Linked DNA regions of Sus scrofa: region 1 is linked to region 2. Evidence: chromatin contacts called from public Hi-C data. All regions are on one chromosome and are shown on one strand. The core of a region is the stretch at or near the end of the contact, and the rest is flanking DNA. Distances in the headings are between cores, read along the strand shown.

Region 1 (6,190 bases), core at 3,579-6,078, 56 kb before region 2:
TTTTTCTTTTTTCTTTTTTTCTTTGCTTTTTAGGGCTGCACCCACCGCATATGGAAGTTCCCAGGCTAGGGGTCAAATTGAAACTGCAGCTTCCGGCTTGACACCATAGCCACAGCAACACCAGATCAGAGCCGCATCTGCGACCTACACCACAGGTCACGGCAACACCGGATCCTTGACCCCCTGAGCGAGGGATCAAACTTGCGTCCTCATGGATACTAGTCAGATTTGTTTCTCCTGAGCCACAATGGGAACTCCTTGGCTGGGTTTTTCAATGAGAGGGATGTCAGTTATTCACACCTGTTGATGGGCAGCCCCATCTCCTGGTCCCAGCTTCCTGAGGGTTGCCCAAAGCGACCCTGACTCCACCCCCAAAACCCAGAGTTAAAGATGCTGCTGACTTGGCAGCTTCCAGAAAAGGATTCCCTGGGCTTGTTTGAGGGCGTCTTACCTTTTTCCAGGGCTCGGGAATCTCTTGGGAAGAAACCTGTGCTGGGATCCTTAGAATTCTGGAGCTAGACAGAGCCCCGGGCTCCCCCAGTTCCCTGAATAAAGAAACTGCGTGAGCCTGAAGTCTGAACAGGAGACCCCCCTCTCCTATAAGCCTCTGAGCCTCGCCGGGCCTCTTACCTCCATGAGAGCCTGCTCTCCCAGCTCCCCCAGCTCCCCACTGAGGGAAATTGAGACCCAGTGGCTCAGGAAGCCCTGCTCAGGCTCAGCATCTGCACATAACTGGGGTCTAGGGGCACAGCCTCACCCAGCCCCTCCTGGGCAGGGGACGTCTCCCAGAACCCAGCTGTCTTTACACCTCCTTCCTTCCTGCACTTGGGGACTCGGACTGGTTAAGCCGGAGTTGATGAAGACTATTAGCCAACTCCTGACTGATGAGGACATGGAGGCCCAGAGAAGAGGAATGTTGCTGGGTCACGGGGCTGGTCAGTCAGTCTCCTGTCTCAGCCTGTCCCGCACCCTCCCCATCTCCAAAGCACGAAGCCCATCTGCTGCCTTTGCCAGCTGTTCCAGAAATGCCAAGCTCACCAGCCCCTGGGGGTCTGCCAGATAGTGTGGGGATTGCAGACCACAAGCCCTGGGTGGGTTGGACCACCCAGCTGCTTCAGATCCAGCCCCCTGCACCCGACACCACCTCTGCCCATCCCCTCCATTTTTCTGGCCACCTGGAGCCACTTCACCTCCCCAGAGAATCTCCCTCCTTCTCACCTCCAGGTCTGGGCCCCCTGGCGGCTCCCTCTGCTGCAAACTCATTTGCTTCCCCCTTTGTCTGCAGGTAGCCAACCCTTCTCATCCTCAGAGACCAGCCCAGACACACGGCCTTCACCCTGCTTCCTGAGGTCACCCCGTTTCAGCCACCACCCAGCTCCTGTCTGGATTCTCCCCATATATCCAGGGTCTGGCACAGTTTAATAATGGAGGTGTGAATGAGGTCCTGGATGCTGGAATGTTCCCGTTCCAAACTCACACAGCACTCCAGCTGTCTCCCTTCACTCTCCCCCAGCGCTGCTGCTCTCACCCTCCCTTCCATCCAAGGTGCCCGTTCCTTACTGGAAGGGAGAGGACCCCCCTGCTGTGTATTGACATGTAACCAGGTGGGGCCTGGGTGGCCTCTGATAGCCCCCATTGGTCAGCAGGGCCCCATCCCATCTTCTTCCTGCTGAGCTTGGACCCACTGGCACTCTGCAAGCTGGCCAGGAGGTGGCGCCAAAGTGCTGCCAATAATAGCCTAGTAGGCACCTGGCTCCCTCTGCAGGGCCAGAGCCCACCTTGGGTTGCTGTGACCAGGGTCCTAGTCTCTGACAACTGTGGAGCCGCAGGCGCCTTGATGGCGAAGGTCAAGAAGGCTCCCATCATTCCTCACTGCTGGCTCGTGCTCAGAGAGGCTGGGCTCTGAGTCACCCACTGTACCGCTGCCCCTGCCCAGGGCCTGGCACCCCCTGTGGGAAATGGAAGGACAGGAGGCCACACAAGGACTGGGAAGGTTTCTTATCATCACAATGACTTCCGTGTCCTAGGCCTGGAGGCTGAGCCAACAGGGAACTCTGCCGTCATTAAGATCCCGTGTGCCTGGAATGGGTTACACATTTATTGCGACACTGTCCCTTGGAGTCATAACCCTGGGGGTCCTGGGTGAGGCTAGGAGGGGAGGACTCCTTGAGCCAGTTGCCCTGGTAACAAGCAGCCTCACTCATTGTACAATTATTATTTTATTTTTCTCTTCTACTAACAAATGTCTATTATTGACTTAGCATGAACATGGTTGGGTAGCAGTGTTCTAGTGTTATCCTGTTCAATATGGTAGCCACAAGCCACAGGTGACTATTTAAATTCCAATGAATTAAACTTAAATAAAATTTGGGAGTTCCCATTGTGGCTCAGCAGGTTAAGAACCCGGCATAGTGGCCATGAAGATGTGGGTTTGATCCCTGGCCTCGATCACTGGGTTAAGGATTGGGTGTTGCTGTGGCTGTGGCATGGGCTGGCAGCTGCAGCTCCAATTCAACCCCTAGCCCAGGAAATTCTATATGCCGCAGGTGTGACCATAGAAAGAAAAAAAATGACATAAAATTTAAAATCCAGTTCCTGAAGTTCCTGTCACGGCGCAATGGAAACAAATCCAACCAGGAACCATGAGGTTGCGGGTTTGATCCCTGGCCTCGCTCGGTGGGTTAAAGAGCTGGTGTTGCCGTGAGCTGTGGTGTAGGTCGCAGACTCAGATCTGCCATTATTGTGGCTGTGTTGTAGGCTGGCAGCTACAGCTTTGATTTGACCCCTAGCCTGGGAATCTCCATATGCCACGGGTGCAGCCCTTCAAAGACAAAAGACAAAAGACAAATCAAATCAAATCAAATCCAGTTCCTTAGTCACACTCACATTTCAGGTCCTCAGTGGCCATCTGGCTGATGGCTACCCTACTGGATAGTATAGAACTAAACATTTCCATAATTGCAGAAAGTTCTGGACAGCACTGACCTTGTGCTTGTGCTAACCTTTCTAGCCAGGGCGTGCTGTAGAATTTCAGAGAGTTCTCGACACTCTAGCACACCGCCTTCCACTGCCACGGTTATTGCAAGGTAACAGAGAGATGGAGTTGGACAGACCTAGGATTAAATCCTGACGTTGCCACTTGCTTGTTCTGTGAAGAAGTCCCACAGCCTCCCTCGGCCTCTGTTTTCTCATCTAGGAGATGCGGATGCTATTTCCCCACTCCCACAGTTATTGGGAGGATTCAATGAGGGAGGGCACGTGAGTCACCAGATGCAGTGCCCGGCACGTCGTTTTATACCCTGACCCTGACTTGGTTTACTTGCATCAACTCACCTACGGGCCCTTATCACTGGTCTGTACTATGTCCAGACCTGTGTCGGGTTCCAGGGCTTATTCACAAGGAACACAGGGCTTGATACTAGGAGATTGCAATCTAGGTGGGAGGGCGAGATAAGTGCTGTGAAGCAACCTGAAAACAGTTCTTAGGCAATCCATGGGGCAGGGTGTCATCCTGTGATATGGGGCCGGGTGGGGAAGGTGCTGTCGGGGGAGGTTTCTCTGAGAAGGCCTCGTAGGGGGAGGGGTGGCCCTAGAGCTGGGCTGGAAGGCAGCACAGGGCGTGGGCTGGCAGAGAAAGGTGTTGTGGCAGAGGAACAGCAGGAGCAAAGACAGGCTCAGAGGTGGGGTGGGGCGGGCCTGAGCTCACGCAGGTTTTCCCGGAGAAACCCCTGGGAAGGTTTGCTGAGAACATCACTCAGCTCTTGGAAGCCAGGCTGAGGTGCTTAGGAGTTTGATGAAGTTGATGCTTCCCAGGTAGGTGGGACCTTGAGCTGAGAAATGACCTTGAGCTGAGAAATGGCCAGAAGGTGGGGAAGATGGTGCTGGTAGCCCAGGAAGAGGGTCTGGGAGGGAGATCCTGAAGACAGGGGGCGCTGGGCTAGATGTGACCCCAGAGGACGTCTTGGGGCAGCACAAGCTGCCACTTACCCAGAGATGGTAACATGCCATGAGCTCAGATTGCTGTGTCCAAACGTGGCAAGCAGAGGCGACACGTGGTTGCCGTGTACAAGAAGGTGGCATCTAATAGGGAGTGGGGGGGGTTTGGATATGAAGAGGAAACCGGGTGGAAGAAATGCATATACAGCCTATCAGAATTGGAGCCCCAGCTCCTCACTCAGGTGGGAAAAAAAAAAAAATGATGAGGGCTCAGGCAGCTTAAGGAAAGAGGAACGTGTTTACAGAGAGGACTGGATATCTGAGGATCAGGGCTGGGCACAAAGTCATTAGGCAGCAATGCACACGCACACATACACACATGCATGCGTGTGCATGTGCACATGCCTGTATAGACACACCTACACAGACACAAGTACACATGGGTAAACCCCCCCCCCAGTTTACGTAAGCATGCTAGTCATACCCAAAGACCCTTAAGGAAACATGCATCTGGGTATCTGTGCAAATGCACGTGTGTGCACACATACAGACATGCATATGTCCTCTTCCAATCCAGCCTATCCTTCCAGGGCTGGAGCTGGGGCTGGTGTTGGATTTACAGCAACCACAGCCAGGAAGCATCTGTCCTCCTGGGCACTCAGTGTATTTCTGATGGAGGTTTCTCCAGGCTCTGCTTGTAAACACTATTTATTTTGGAAAGCCATTTCTCTGTTTGCAAATAAAAAGTTAGGACATGCGGTATTGGATTTCCCTGATCCAACACTGACCTAGAAAATGTGCTGGCAGGAACAGAAAATGTGATGCCCCACTGTACTGGCAGGCACAAGTGCATTTCACTCTTCTTGGCTCTGACTACAAAGGTTAAGATGCAAGAGAAGGGGCCAGGGCCACCTCCCTGCCTGAGCAGCACTCTCACTGCAGAGCTGGGGGGAGCTGAGACAGTGCTTGGGGGTGTCCAGCAGGCCTCTGTGCTCGTGGCCTTGGAGAACAGGCTGGCAGGGGAATCAGAGCAGCTGGGGAGGGGGCTCTGGAGCAGCTGCCCATCACAGGGGCTGGTGACAGGGTCCAGCATGGAGAGAGCAAGCCACTCCAGCACATGCAAAACATAGATAGGGATGGAGGTTCCTCAGAAAACTAAAAATGGAGCAGCCATATAATGCAGAAATCCCACTCCTGGGCATATACCCAGACGGAACTATAATTTGAAAAGATACATGCTCCCCTATGTTCATAGCAGCACTATTTATAAGAGCCAAGGCATGGAAACAACTTAAATGTCCGCTGACAGATGAATGGTACAGAAGATGTGATAGGTATATACAATGGAATACTACTAAGCCATAAAAAAGATTGAAATAAGGTCATTTGCAGCAACATGGATGCAGCTAGATTATCATACTAAGGGAAGTCAGAAAGAGAAAGACAAATACTATAGAATATCACATATATGTGAAATCTAAAATACGACACCAGTTGGCATATTTACAACACAGAAACAGACTCACAGTTATAGAGAACACCTTGTAGTTGCCAAGTGGGGAAGGGGTAGAGGACTGGGAGTCTGGGATTCGTAGAGGCAAACTACTATATATAAGACAGATGGAGTTCCCGTCGTGGTGCAGTGGAAGTGAATTCAACTAGGAACTGTGAGGTTGTGGGTTCGATCCCTGGCTAACGTCAGTGGGTTAAGGATCCGGCATTGCCATGAGCTGTGGTGGAGGTTGCAGATGCGACTTGGATCCTGTGTTGCTATGGCTGTGATATAGGCCAGCAGCTGTAGCTCCAATTCAGCCCCTAGCCTGGGAACATCCATATGCCACAGGAGTGGCCCTAAAAAGACCCAAAAAAAAAAAAAAAAAAAAAAAAGATGGATAAACTACAAGGTCCTACTGTATAGCACAGGGAACTATATTCGATATTCGATGTCCTGTGATAAACCACAGTGGAAAAGAATATAAAAAAGAATGTACATATATGGATAACTGAGTCACTTTGCTGTACAGCAGGAATTAACCCAACATTATAAATCAACTCTATGTCAATAAATACTAAAAATGGATGGGGCCCAGCTAAAGGGATCCCCAGAATTGCCATCAAGGAACCCCAGGCACTGCAACTTCAGCTCTGGGTGTGGATTGAGGCAGGCTCCTGTTGTTGGGGAAGCTTAGGTTTCCAGGAGGCAGAGCAGTCAGGCCCAGCTGCAGGTTGGCGACAGGCTCATGGGGGCCTGGGA
Region 2 (6,740 bases), core at 1,827-4,326:
ACTGTGGCTTTCTGGCAGAAGATCTCCGCATTGGGAATCCATTTAGTGCAAGTCTGACCTTTCTTCAAGCCAACTCACTGCTCAGCTGGAAATAAAAAGCAGCCAGGCCTGACATGCTCACAGCGCCCCCCGAATACTATCAGGTGGATAACTGAGGATGATGGAGATCACCAGCTGGAGGGCTTTCAGGGGGAAGTGTGCGCAGTGCTGCCGAAACCCATTGCTTCCTGTCTGAGATGTAGATATTTTTAGGGATGAATCTGGGCCTTCTTTCTCTCCCTTCCTCTGATGCAAACGCGGCCATCTGCATCTCCCAGACAACCTTCCCAAGCACACATTCGCCATCCCTGAAGAGTGGGCTGGGGAGAGATTGTTAATAAATATAGAATACTGAGCAGGGCCTGGAGAAGCAGGGTTTGCCTGGCATGCTTGGTGAAGCAGGGGCATGGGAAATCTGGAACCCACTGCCACACTTGGTGACGCTCACAGTACCTTCCTGTCCCCATTAATTTTTAAACTGCTTTCATCTGTTCAGGGAGGGGCTTAGATAATATTTTAAGTCCACTCTAACATTGCACAATCTTTTCTTTGAAGATCTTAATTGTAGAAACCCCCAGAGTCCAGCAGGATATCCCATGGTTACTGCTTTGTCCAGAGAAGGGACAGCTGTGTTCTTCTGTCCCTATTCCTCCCCACCCTCCAGGGCGATGGCCAGCAAGGGTGGCTTGAATGTGGTGGCAAGGGGCTCTGTCCACTGGTTCAAGAGGTCTCAAGGCTTATCTCCCTTCTTTCAGTGAGGCTCCATCAGCTCCCAGCTTGGCCTACATCCAAGGAGAAAAGCTCATTCTTCAGCCCTCAGACCCACTTAGTAAGGGTCCTTCTTACCTGAGCACACCCACTATCCACCCTCCCTGCCTTCCCTTCCCCCAAGTTAAAAAAGGTTGGGAGTAAGGTTGGGGAAGAGGAGGCAGAGATCCTAGGAACACATTAATAAGTTTTAGAGTTACTAGAATGTCTATGCTCAGCAGGATTACCTCTGTAAAACTTGGTGGGCCCTTAGTGTTCCTGAAGCAGTGTTAAATTTGTTTAATTTGGAGAACACGTGCTATAGATAAGATGATGGGAATTATAAAAAATAAAATTGATAAAGAATACAACTCCCATAGCACTGTGTACTTCCAACCCATCAGCTGAATGGTAAGTTACATGAATGTAAGCCTCATATCCAGTTCTCAGTAGCACCTATGAAGTGAATGAATGGCTCTGTCTCCATCTCCATCCTAGCACAGGTGTCTCAGGCCCAGGCCGGAAGCAAGAGGCCTGTGGCCAGTGAGGATTTGGACTAGGGGCAGAGGTAACCCTGTTTCTTTGACCAGTCACTCTGTAAATAAGAAAGGCCTATGCTGGTCTCATCTCCTGTCCCTGACAGAGCCCAGGCCTGAGCTCAACAGAGTGTTTGGGATGGTCAGGTCCCAGAGCAGTTCCTTCAGGGATAGATCTGGCCTATAGGTATGGGCAGGACTGCAGAGACCCCAGTGCACAGTGATTAGGCTTGCAGATTCTGGAATCCAGAATCATATCTACACGCTGAAACTTATTAACTGCGTGACCTTGTTAAGTTACTTAACCTCCTGAGTCTCAGTGTTCACATCTGTAAAAGAGGATGATAATAAAAATGCATACTGCACAGAGCCACTGTCAGAATTAAACGAGATAATGTGCAGAGAGGACATCCTAACAACTGGCACCGCAGGCAGAGTTCCATCAGAGAGGAGAGCTGCCCCTCTGAGCATCAGTGCTGACTGAGTCTTGCAAACCAAGCAGGGTTGGCTTTTGCTGAAAGTTCACCTACAGGAAGTCGACTGAATTCTGAGGATGCTAAGAGAGCAACTATGTAGGACAGTCCCTAGGAAAACCTAACAGGCCTCAAGTAGGATCACATGATAAGGAGCATGGAAAGAAATAAGGGGCAAACTGCTCTGCCTGTACTTGCTTGGCAAGGGAACATAGTCTTTCCAGAGGGTGGTCTGATGCTGTGGAAATTCCAACAGTCTGGAGCTACAACTGTTTTCTCACTGCCCAAGCCTGCCTGTTTTCCTTCCCTTTGTGTCAGTTCTGTTCCAAGAACATTTATATTGGGCCAAGCCCATGAGAGGTTCCTGGGCCACCGAGATGAGTAAGACATAGCTCCTGCCCGTGGGATCCCTGTTTCATGATCAAGGCTACTAAGGCAGTCTGCCAAAGGTGTTTGCAGTATTTGCAGTTCACAAAGTGGCTTCACGCCCCTCTCACATTGTTCACACTGACTTTTCTGTGAATCCTGCCCTTTGGAGCTGTGGGCAACTGGTGAGGGTGGGCAGAGCGGAGATTAAAGTAGTTACTTGATGGCCAAGAGAAGAGAGTACTTGGGTGATTTGACTAAGGTCCTACGTGGTCTACACCGCTGCCTCTCTTCCCAACAGTTTTATTATTAAAATAATTTTTTATTATAGTTGATTCACAATGTTCTGTCAATTTCTGCTGTACAGCAAAGCCCGTCAGTTTTATTCTAAGCAAGGCCAGTCCAGGTGAGAGGAAGAGCCTCTCCGCTAGCAGGCGTTTCCTGAAGCCCAGGGTGATCAAGGACTAAAGCAAGGAGGGAGGTTCACAGTACTGGAAGTGCTGTGCTGCTCCCTCAAGTCCAAAAGGGGACGCTGAGGCTTGCTTTCCAGCTGCCTGTGCTAAGGAGGGTTAGGCTCAGCCCTCACCTCTCCCTAGGTATTAGAATACCTGCACGGGGTGGGGGTGGGTTTCATCTAGCGGCATCACCACTCCCCGCCCTTATCGGCCCTAGCGAGTCTTAGGCCTGCACTGGTCCGGGTGGGAGCATTGGCTGCCCCCTACCCTCAGCGGCTCAGGGCTACAGCCCACGTGCGCCCGCAGCAGCCGTGGTGACAGCTGGCCCCACAGGGGCGGGGCCAGCGGGGAGCGGGGGTGGGCTCCGCGCCGCGCTGCCATTGGCCGTGGGCCTCGGGCTTGGGGGCGGGACTGCACCCCCGGCTGCACAGGCATTGGCCGCGCCTCCGATGGGGGCGGATCCCCGTCCTGGTAGCCGCGCGGCGCAGAACTGCAGGCGCTTGCCCGGCGAACCCTGCGCGGGGCCGCCTAGCTCGCTCCCAGCTCAGCTGGCGGCCTCAGGGTCCCGACCGCAGCGCCCGCGGCCCTAGGCGAAGGCAGGGGCTCACCCGAGGCTCGGCGGCTGATGAGGCTCTCGGTAAGGCCGGGGAGAAGGCGATCGCGGGGCTCCGGGATGGGCGGGTGGGGACCGTGGCAGCCGAGCCTGAACTCTGCGCCCTGGCCCGCGCCAGGGAGGGTCAGGTGCGGCCACAGCATCTCCCGCCTCAGAACCACCCGGCGGGGCGCCCAGCGAGCAGGTGGCTCTGCCTAAGGAGGCCGGGACTGCCCCCATCGGTCTCTAAATCGACTAGAATGCAGTACCTCGAACTATTATTCTGCCCCCCAGCACCCAAATTCTTCAGTTCTAAGCCTGGAAAATACCCAAATGTCGATATGGAGGGAGCGCGATACGCCAGCAGTACCGCCTGCCACCCAGGCAGAAGATCATTCCCAAACTTATCTTCCCATGATTTGGGCCCAGCGCGGGTCGCCGGTCACGTTCTTTCCTGGCCCTGCTGGGTGCCCACCCAACCCCCGCCTAGTTCCCCTCCCTCCTTAACAACAGGAAGTTAAGTTGGGCCAATTGTCGGTGGCCTGGGCGCCTGCGGGCTAGGACTGGGTCTGGGGCCGCTGCGTGGCCCTAGGAGCTGCTGCCCTGTCCTTTCTGAGCCCCGTGGCCCGGCAGCCCGAGGTCACCTCAGGCCCGGGGGCACCCCCACTGGGGCGTCCGCCTTGCTGTTGCCGACCGGCCCTGGGGAGAAGTGCCACTGACTAGGCTCCCAGGCCGGGGCAGGTGGGGTTAACTTTATCCTAGGCCAGCCTCGCGGCAAAGCTGGGAACAGCCTTTACTGGATGGGGAGGAGGCGTGTTGAAACCAGAGTAAACGTGTGTCTCTTTCCACATTGTTTATTCTAAAGCCTGGGTTCTTAAAGCCCAAAGAGCTTTTATTTGGAGGCACATGGATAATGCCTGGACCTTAAGCATCTTGTGGACCCTCTTGCTGTTGGTCTTGCCTTGCTCCCTACAGTCTTCAGTGGCTTCTGTGAAGGGTCAAGTTGCTAACCAGCCTCCTTCTGGGCTGGTCCCATGGGAAAAGAACCAGCAGGCGGGTTGACCCTCAGATGTTTGATTGCCTGGGTGCCTGTTCCTGTCCCTTTCCCAGGGGAAGTTGACCCAAGTGGGCCTTAAGTTCCAGGGCAGCACCACCCGGTGTTCTGGAGGCTCTTATTATAGTAAGAATTCGCCTTCAGACAGAGAGAAGATAGATTTATTAAGTGCCTACTGAGGAACAGCTCCTGCCCTGTGGCCCTTGTGCAGCCAATTTCATGGTAACTCTCCAAAACCTCTGAGAGTTTTGCCCTCCTCATTTTAGAGATGAAGAAACAGACTCAGGTAGGGTGAGTGCCCAAGGACACAGAGAAAGTGGCTGAGCCAGGGTTTGAACCAGCCTCTGCCAGAGCTCAGTCCAGTGCTCTTCGTGCTGCCCCATGGCTGTGAAAAGTGGTGTACTGTGCTGCAGGCTCATGGCCTCCCAGGGTGCCTGGAGTCTTCTGGTTTCTGAAAAGATTCCACCTGAAGATACTGGGGGTGCTTCTTTAGCCAAGTGCTGGAACTGACCTGGGTTAACCCAGGTTGTTCAACCTGCAGATCCCTTGGCCACCCTGTCCTCCCTCAAGGGGGATGGTGGGTGTTGATCATTTGTGATGCGAAGGGATTGATTGTTGGTGTGTGGGTCCTATTTGAGGGGGAGGCCTGGCCCTGCCATTGACTTGGCCCTCGCTCTCAAAGTTGGCTTCTGGGATGGTCTAGGAGGACCTTTAGCTAAAATAACCTGTACCTTAGGACTGATTCTAGTTTAATTTTTTTTGGGTGGGGGCAGGTGTTCAGGTATACTAGTTATGGTTGTAAGGTGATTGAGATCCACCGTTTGAGCATACTTTTATGAAAAATGAAACCACAGCCTCCTTTATTCAAGCCCAGGGCTCTGGCTTTGGGCTTATCACTCCCTTCTGAAAGAAAATCGTGATTAGCCTAATACCAATCAGTTATACTTTAGTACCAACCAGTTACACTTTAGTATAAATCAGTTTAAGGACTAAGGCTGGTTGTAGCTTGGTCATTGGAAACCTCTTCCTGGGAACTGAAAGGAGCAGAGGAGCACCTCCGTAAGCCCTTTCTGCCTATGATGTGGTGTTTCTATTCTCTCTGTCCATGGCTCCATCCCAATCTGGGTGTGCCTTCCAGTCATGGGCCTGCACCTTTCACTCCCTACTGTTGAAGGTGGAGGTCCTGCCTTTTTTCGGGTGTGTGTTGGGGGGCTGCACCCGAGGCCTTTGGAGGTTCCCAGGCTAGGGGTCAGATCAGAGCTACTCCTGCTGGCCTACACCACAGCCACAGCCACTCGGGATCCAAGCCGCATCTTTGACCCACACTACAGCTCATGGCAGTGTCAGATCCTTAACCCACTGAGTGAGGCCAGGGATCGAATCTGCGTCCTCATGGATGCTAGTTAGATTCGTTTCCACTGAGCCACAACAGGAACTCCAGATCCTGCTTTCTTGGAGGAGAGCCTTGACTCTGGTGGGAGGGGTGGGGTATCGGTGCAAGAAGATTGGGGCTAAAGTAAACATTGTCAATTTTCGAGGCCTTTCCAAGACTAGGGGGTGTCTATGGTTTAAAGGCCCAGGAAAGGGAACACTGTTTATTATGCAGGGACTTTTCATTCTTTATATCATTTGACCCACATTAGCTCTCTAAAGAGGTAGGTGAGGTTATTCCCATTTTATAGATGAGGAAACTGAGGCTCAGGAAGGTTAAAACTTGCTGCTCTTATACAGCTAGTGAGTGATCAAGTTAGAATTCTGGCCTCAGTCTACAAGTAAGGTCTGTATGGTGAATTAAGCCCTAAGGGAAGCAGGCTTGGTGTTTGTAGCCCCCTGCTGTGCTTAGGATTCCTCAGCTTATATTGTAAATGTCACATGTGGACATGTCCTTCCACCCTACTGTGAAATGACATTTAAAACACTCATAATCTTTATTTATTTATTTATTTATTTATTTTCTGGTTCTCACAAATCCTCCTTGCTCTTTGCTTTATGGCCCCTTTGCCTTTTATACGAGGCTTCGTTAGGATATCTATCCTTTGTTTAAAAATACGAGCACTTTCAAACACAAAAATAGAATAGAGTTCCCTTTGTGGCTCAGCAGTTAACGAACCCGACTAGGAGGCATGAGGTCGTGGGTTCAATCCCTGGCCTCATGCAATGGGTTAAGGATCTGGCATTGCCGTGAGCTGTGGTGTAGGTGGCAGATGCGGCTCAGATCCTGCGTTGCTGTGGCTGTGGTGTGGGCCAACAGCTATGACTCCAATTCGACCTCTAGCCTGGGAACTTCCATATGTTGTGGATGCAGTCCTAAAATATATATATGTGTGTATATATATATGTATATATATACACACATATATGTATATATATAGAGAGAGAATAGTATAATAAGCCCAAAATACTCATTATCCAGCTTTAACAACCAAGATCATGCCAGGCTGGCTTTCTCTCTCTCTCTTTCTTTTCTTCTTCCTGAAA

What was found. A called contact is a pair of places that touch in the nucleus more often than the background predicts.
Region 1: a contact with region 2 is called in a Hi-C map of skeletal muscle, with 4 times the contacts expected there. The contact joins the enhancer-like site here to the promoter of MICAL2 in region 2. A contact is called at or near these places in 1 of 5 promoter capture datasets (liver), 9 of 47 Hi-C or Micro-C datasets (adipocytes, embryonic fibroblasts, epiblast stem cells and 3 more) and 2 of 2 datasets of contacts at active chromatin or transcription factors (alveolar macrophages and skeletal muscle).

Annotation. Positions count from the first base shown.
Region 1 is chr2:47,356,974-47,363,163 of Sscrofa11.1, reverse strand. It overlaps LOC110259726 (a long non-coding RNA gene), which reads right to left and starts at 568. Exons shown (of 3, transcript XR_002342103.1): 1 at 452-568. Within about 2 kb of position 4,828, at least 10 of the 83 cell types and tissues checked have an H3K27ac peak or open chromatin away from gene starts, as enhancers often do. A contact at or near this core is called in skeletal muscle, where this site is marked.
Region 2 is chr2:47,298,423-47,305,162 of Sscrofa11.1, reverse strand. It overlaps MICAL2 (F-actin-methionine sulfoxide oxidase MICAL2), which reads left to right and starts at 3,076. Exons shown (of 38, transcript XM_021083313.1): 1 at 3,076-3,253.